Regions from separate parts of the Hordeum vulgare genome. Here region 1 is linked to region 2. Evidence: chromatin contacts called from public Hi-C data. All regions are on one chromosome and are shown on one strand. Each heading gives the region's core, a stretch centred on a gene start, on an enhancer-like site or on the middle of the called end of the contact. The rest is flanking DNA. Distances are from core to core; before and after follow the strand shown.

Region 1 (3,114 bases), core at 436-2,935, 200 kb after region 2:
AAAGACTTATATTTAGGAACGGAGGGAGTACATTTTAATAACACATCAAACCAATCAAAGTAAATGCGTACAAGCACGTCCAGATTTTATACAAATATATGACGATGTTCATTGCATTTTGAATATTCAGAATAAAAAATCCGCGCATAAATCTTTTCTACGGCGACGGCGCCTAGAATCCAAGCCCGTGTCATCTTCTATCCGCCATCTTCATGAGCACCAACAATAAGACCGATGTAGAGAATGTGCGGTCTCCGCTAAAAAATAGTAGAACTAGCGAGGTAGATTGGCCCACATGAGACACCAGGTCTTGTCGGCTCCCGTGTCCTACTCATTCATAAAGGAGTCCGTGCCCTGTCCATCGCCGGTGGACGTGTGGTCCACGAGAAAAACCTGACGCCTTGGCTGTCGTCGTCCATCGAGCTTCCAGATGGTTCGTCTATGACCCGTATGAGGTGTAACTTGTGTTATTCTCCTCCGCAACGGCCGCTTCCTGGTGACCAAAGGTTTGAGCGCGGATGACATCATAGATGACAATGTTGCTCCGCGACGAAGTTCAGGTTCGTCGTGGTCATGGCCGCCAAGTCGTCTTGGCTCGCGCGATCGTCGCCGATTTGAACCAACGCGAGCCGATGTTGTTTTAGCGCCCGCTCGAACGGCGACATATGCGTCGGTGCAAGCTGCCCCTCTACCATAACGGCGTCGGTGCAAGCTGCCCCTCTACCATAACGGCGTCGTAGCGTCCCTGCGCCTTTGCGATGGTGTAGCCGCGCGAATGCACAGGAAGCACGGGACGTACGTAGCGACATGTGTGTGTGTAGCAGTGTCAAGTAAAAGATCCGGCTCTTGCTATTTCTAATTGTGGCCAGCGCTGGTTTTTCCATATGCGACCGATGACGCCTCGACGGACGGTAACCACATGCGCTCCACTTAAAAATCTCTCCTGCCGGCCGGCGGCCGTCGCCCGCCGTTGTGTGTCGAGCTGTGGACATGGATATTGGACCAGCCCGTACGAACAGCACCAACGAATCATTCGGATACGGCATACCGAACGTACGCGGTGCGTGCCGGCCGGTGGATCGATGCAATTGCACCCACATTATGCATGCGGGTGCCGTGTGGGGCGCGTGGCCGTGAGCTCACGTCGTGGCTAGCGGTGCATGTGCTGCCCCGGCCTCCTTTCTTTGGCTCTCATAGGTCGACTACGTTGCAGTTTGCCCGGAAGCATCTCCATGATGGACCTCGGAGAAGGGAAACAATTCGGAGAACCATACTGTTCCACGGTAGCAGGAGTACCCAACGCCCAATCACGCCCCGAAAAGGCCGAAACGCGCCCAAGGCTGCTCCACGTCGTCGTCGCCCTCGGTGGCGCGACAGGCGTCCGCCTCAACCGCGCTGTGGATGGACGACACTCCCAAGGATTCGGTGACAAGGGTGGCGGTGTTCTCCTACAGTCCCCGCACCGGCCGGCGCATTTAGCTGACACCCGGACGCCGGAGCGTGGCACTAGAACCACACGTACTACTGCTCCCACAGGGTTCTGCTTTTCGTTGACGTGGATGCATGTACCTGTGGTTTATGGACATTGATAATATATGCTGGGCTGGTGGTCGAGGGACCAGCGTTGGAACGGAAAGGTAGGCTCAAGCTGAGCGGCACTTCTCGTGGCGCAGCTGCATCGATCAATCAATCACTCACTGGTTGGTAGTAGCTACGACTACGAGTACTGGGGAGCACACGCACACGTCGATTGCTTACTGGTCGTGTACGGTCATGCTTCATTCACGGTGGACATCGGCAGACGTGGGACTCCGGAAGGAACACGTACGTAGGCAAATGTCATTCCTATATAATATCGTGCTCCAACCTTTCAATATTGTAAGGTTTTGGTCGGTATCGTTCGACGCACGTTAGGCTTTGGCTTGTTTATTATAGGTGTAACTGTGTGTAGGTTTGTGTTACGTACAGTGAGAGCGACGTATCGATCGGTGACGTCTTTACGGACGACGAGCGGTGCAAAATGGGCTGACACTATTCTGTAAATCTGGCCTCCCACGGGAGCGATGGCTCTTGGTGCTTGGAGAGGTCGCATAAGGTTAGCATGCAAGATATTTTCGTGAGCCTAATGTGACGCATATATACTCATACAGTGTACACAAGGTGCTCCTGGGACTGGCGTGATACGAAGCACGTTCATTTCATCGTTCCCGAGCACCCGCTTATGGTCCACGGTTCTGTTTATCTTGGACTTGGCAGTCATTACCATCAACTAAGAGCATCTCCAACAACCGCGCTAAACTAGCGCAACGTGGCGGATGGCTCCAGCGGACGCATAAAAACGGCGCGCGCGGCATATGCAGTTCAGCGCGCTGGCCGAAACGCAATCGCGCGCCGCTTATTTGCTGCGCTCGCTCACGCGCTCTCGCTCTCTCACTTCCACCCCCCATCCGGCCGCGCCGCCGCCGCCGCTCGCGCCCCCCGGCGACCGTTCAGGCGCTTCCCCGGCCTATCCCCGCGCCACCGCGCTTCCGCCCCACCCCCTCCTAGTCCCGCCGGCCCTCGCGCGCCTCCATCGTCCGAGGAACAGCGCCCGAGCGCTCGCTGCCGCAAGGTGTTCGACAAAACGCCTACAAGGTATGTATTGCTCAAACTTCATGAATTTGGTGCATGTTTTGAATTGTAGTTTTTATAGTATAGTATTGAACATTGTAGATGAGTTCGTTGTATGATTCTTCCGAAGAAGAATTTAATATGGAAGAGGAGGAGGATCTTGCAATGATCATAGCTATGCATATCAAGAAAAACCGAAGCACGGTGGTTCGGTTATGGGTCGGGAGAAAAAATTGAAGAGATAGGATTGATGCCCATAACAGATTGATGAAGAACTATTTCGTGGAGAATCCCACATACCCGGAGTCGTATTTTCGTCGCCTGTTTAGGATGAGCACCGACTTGTTCAGGCGCATTGCAGAGAAACTAGCGAGCCATGACCGGTTTTTCCAGCAAAGGAGGAATGCCGCCGAAGAGCTCGGGCATAGCACCTTTCTGAAGGTGACAACCGCTTTGCGTATGTTGGCATACGGTATCCCGACTGATCTAGTTGATGATCACTTG
Region 2 (3,074 bases), core at 556-3,055:
AAAAAAAAACAGTTTTAACACGCGCGCAACACGGCGGTTAGCTTCATCGGACGTGTAAAAACTGCGCGCGCAGCATATGCTGTTCAGCGTGCTGGACGAAACGCAATCGTGCGCGGTGTATTTGGGGCGTTCGCTTCCGCGCGCGCCAGACTCGAGCGCTCGCGCGAAAGTCTCTCCTCTCGTGTCCTCTTCCTCCTACGCACCGCGCGCGCCGTCGCCGGCGCCCTGCCACCGCATCCATGGACGCACACACCGCCACCCCGTTGTACAGCCCCCCCTCCCGCCGCAGCCGTCGAAAACCCTAGCGCGGGGAGCGTTGGCGTCGCCACCGCCGGCCTCGCGCGAGCTTCTTTTTGCCGCCGCGGACCACGGCGACGGGTGGCGTCGCGCCGGCGCTGTCCCGTGCCGCCGCCGCACCGTCGAAGCTCCTCAATGCGGCACGGCCGAAGAAGGGAAAAACTTCCGAGAAGAAGAACAAGGCGGCGGACGGCTCCGGTAGCTCGAAGGGAAAGAAGCTTGCAGGGTGGCGGTGGCCTCGGCGCCATGGGAGGCATGGGTGGTTTTGGAGCCATGGGATGCATGGGCGCACCTCCGGCCGCCATGGGAGGCATGGGTGGCTTTGGAGCACCCTCCGACGCTATGGCCGCCATGGGAGGCATGAGTTTTGCTTCTCTCATGGGAGACATGGGTGCACCTCCGCCCATGGGTGGAAGGTCTTTCGATGTGCCTCCTCAGACACATTCCCATGAAGATGCCGTTGAAGATCTTGCCAACACCGTCGGAGCTTCACGTGATGCGGTGCGTGATGAGGTTAGGGAGGAAGATTCATCCACGGAGGCGGAAGAATCGTCTTCGGAAGATGAGGACGAAGACGAGGAAGATGATGAGTGATGTGTCTTTCATTTATATGTCTTGAACTTTAGTTTGCATTTTGAACTTGGTTGGATGAACTTGTGGGCATGAACTTTTATACATCAACTTGTTTGTGTCAAATTCACATGTTCATTGCATTTTTACGCGCGCTGCTGGAGCGACGCGCGTTGTGCATTTTAACGCTGCTGCTGGAGCCAGCGCTGCACGACGCGACAAACCAGCCGAAGCGCGCGGCTGTTGGAGATGCTCTAACGCGCGACGGGCCGTACGACCCGGTGCATGTTAGCCATGGCATCATCGTGACCTCAGGCACGGCGCCGATCGGACGGTGCAGCAGGGCTGCGCGTCGGGCCGTGGCGCTTCTGCATGCGGTGAACGCCCACGCTGTACATTGCAACTCTTTGCTCCTCTTGCCGGCGAAATCTTAAAGTAGTAATTACCTTGGATGATACTACTGCTAGATTATAGTGTTTCCCGTTGTTTCAAAGCTGGCAGATCGCCATCCACGATCTGCGCCGTTGATGCTTTCCCTATATGCTCCAAAATCTAGTAATTTACAGCGGCGGGTGAAAAAAGATCTTCCTATGTGCTATGACCCTACGATTAATCGATTATGGAGCGCCATGATTCGCCCAAAACACGAGCGCCAGGCACGGGAACCACGCATGCATGCCTACCAAACCCGGTCCGGTAGGCCGAACGGACGGCGGAGGGCGGCCCTGGGAGGGTGCACCGCAACGGGCCGATCTAATTTCGTCCGTCCGTCCGTCCGTCCGTCGCGGCAGAGAGAGAGACGACAGGCCAGCGCATTATTGGTGGGCCCCGCCGCGGCGTAATTTTACCGGCCCACAGCGGCGCGCGGTGGGTGGGCGGTGAGGGTCGGGAGAGGGAGGAATATCTCTCTGCGAGAATGGATCCATCCCTAGCGGGTGCCGGGAGGGGGGGTTTGGCCCGGCCGCCCCCGCCGCGTATAAAACGGAGCCGCCTCTCAAGCTTAACCTTTCGCTGCACAACGCACTCCCTCGCACCTCACCACGCCGGCCTCTAGAAAAAGAAACAGAAACAGAAACAGACCTCCCAACCCAACCCCGAGCCGCAAATCTGCTGCAACGCAACCACTCCCCCGCCGCCCTCCTCCCTTCCGTACCCCGCCGCCCTCCTCCTCCTCGCGACTACTCATCTCGCCAGGGCTGCTTCTTGGCGGAGCGGTGGATCCGACCCACCGCCGCGCTGCTGCGGGCTCCGTTCGCGTCCGTCGCCAGCCGCCGGGATCTGGTACGGACTCGCTCGCTTCTCCCCGTTCCTGCCTCTCGATTCATGTGTATGTGTATGTGTATGTGTATGTGCGCCAACTCTGATGATGTCCAGAGACGGCTCGGCTATTCAGGAGTAGCACGGATTAATAGGGATGCTAGTTTTCCTTTCTCAGTTCGTGTCGATTGCACCGCCTGTCTCCCTGGTCACACGCGCGTTTCCCGGCGCTGCCGCTTCATTTTCGGCGGCTGAGCGATAGCTTTAGGCTCCGCGGTAGTGCGTCCACAGAGAGAGAGAGATCGAGGTCGATCGACTTGCCATGGAAAGTTAGATTTCGTTCGTTTCTGACCATCTTCCGTAAGAGGAACGTACGCATATGCTTTTGTCCGTGTACGTGCAAGAGATCTATTTTTCCTCTTCTGCGTAGACATATGCGTTCTAATTACTAGCTTCCAATTTGGATTTGCCTTTCACCGCAGAAATCCGCGTGCCTGACGTTGTGCTTTTTTTTATCTTGTGATTCGCAGCATCTTGATTTCTACAAGGAGGAACCATCTTAGGGAATGCAGAGAGATGTGTTTGCATGCTAGAGAGCTACCTTGCGAGGGAATCGGCAGGGTAGCCGCCCCACTTTCTGCTTTGATTGACCTTGATGACACCGCCTCGCAGCACCACACAGCGCACCTCTTCTTCCATGTGCTTCTGCACAATGGGGTTCGACGTGGCATCTCAACCATCATCTTAGATTACCACCTCGGAGGGGACGGTTGAGGCCATCCAGCGCCCGCAGGTTCCCTTGCAAGCTCCCGGGATCGCTGCTGCTTTTTTCTGTGTACGTCTGCCTGCCTGCCTGCCTGCCATCATGGGGGAGCAGAAGGGGAATATTCTGATGCACAAGTACGAGATGGGGAAGATGCTCGGGCAGGGGACCTTTGCCAAGGTCTACC

What was found. A called contact is a pair of places that touch in the nucleus more often than the background predicts.
Region 1: a Hi-C map of leaf shows a contact between it and region 2, with 2.4 times the contacts expected there. The contact joins the enhancer-like site here to the promoter of LOC123424719 in region 2. A contact is called at or near these places in 3 of 6 Hi-C or Micro-C datasets (leaf and seedling).

What each region holds. Positions count from the first base shown.
Region 1 is chr2H:41,013,311-41,016,424 of MorexV3_pseudomolecules_assembly, forward strand. No RefSeq gene overlaps it. Among protein-coding and RNA genes, the nearest start is that of TRNAS-UGA, 17 kb to the right of the region's middle. Within about 2 kb of position 1,686, at least 3 of the 3 cell types and tissues checked have open chromatin away from gene starts, as enhancers often do. A contact at or near this core is called in leaf and seedling, where this site is marked.
Region 2 is chr2H:40,811,858-40,814,931 of MorexV3_pseudomolecules_assembly, forward strand. LOC123424719 (CBL-interacting protein kinase 2-like) reads left to right here and starts at 1,806. Exons shown (of 2, transcript XM_045108389.1): 1 at 1,806-2,148; 2 at 2,655-3,074. The coding sequence starts at 2,990.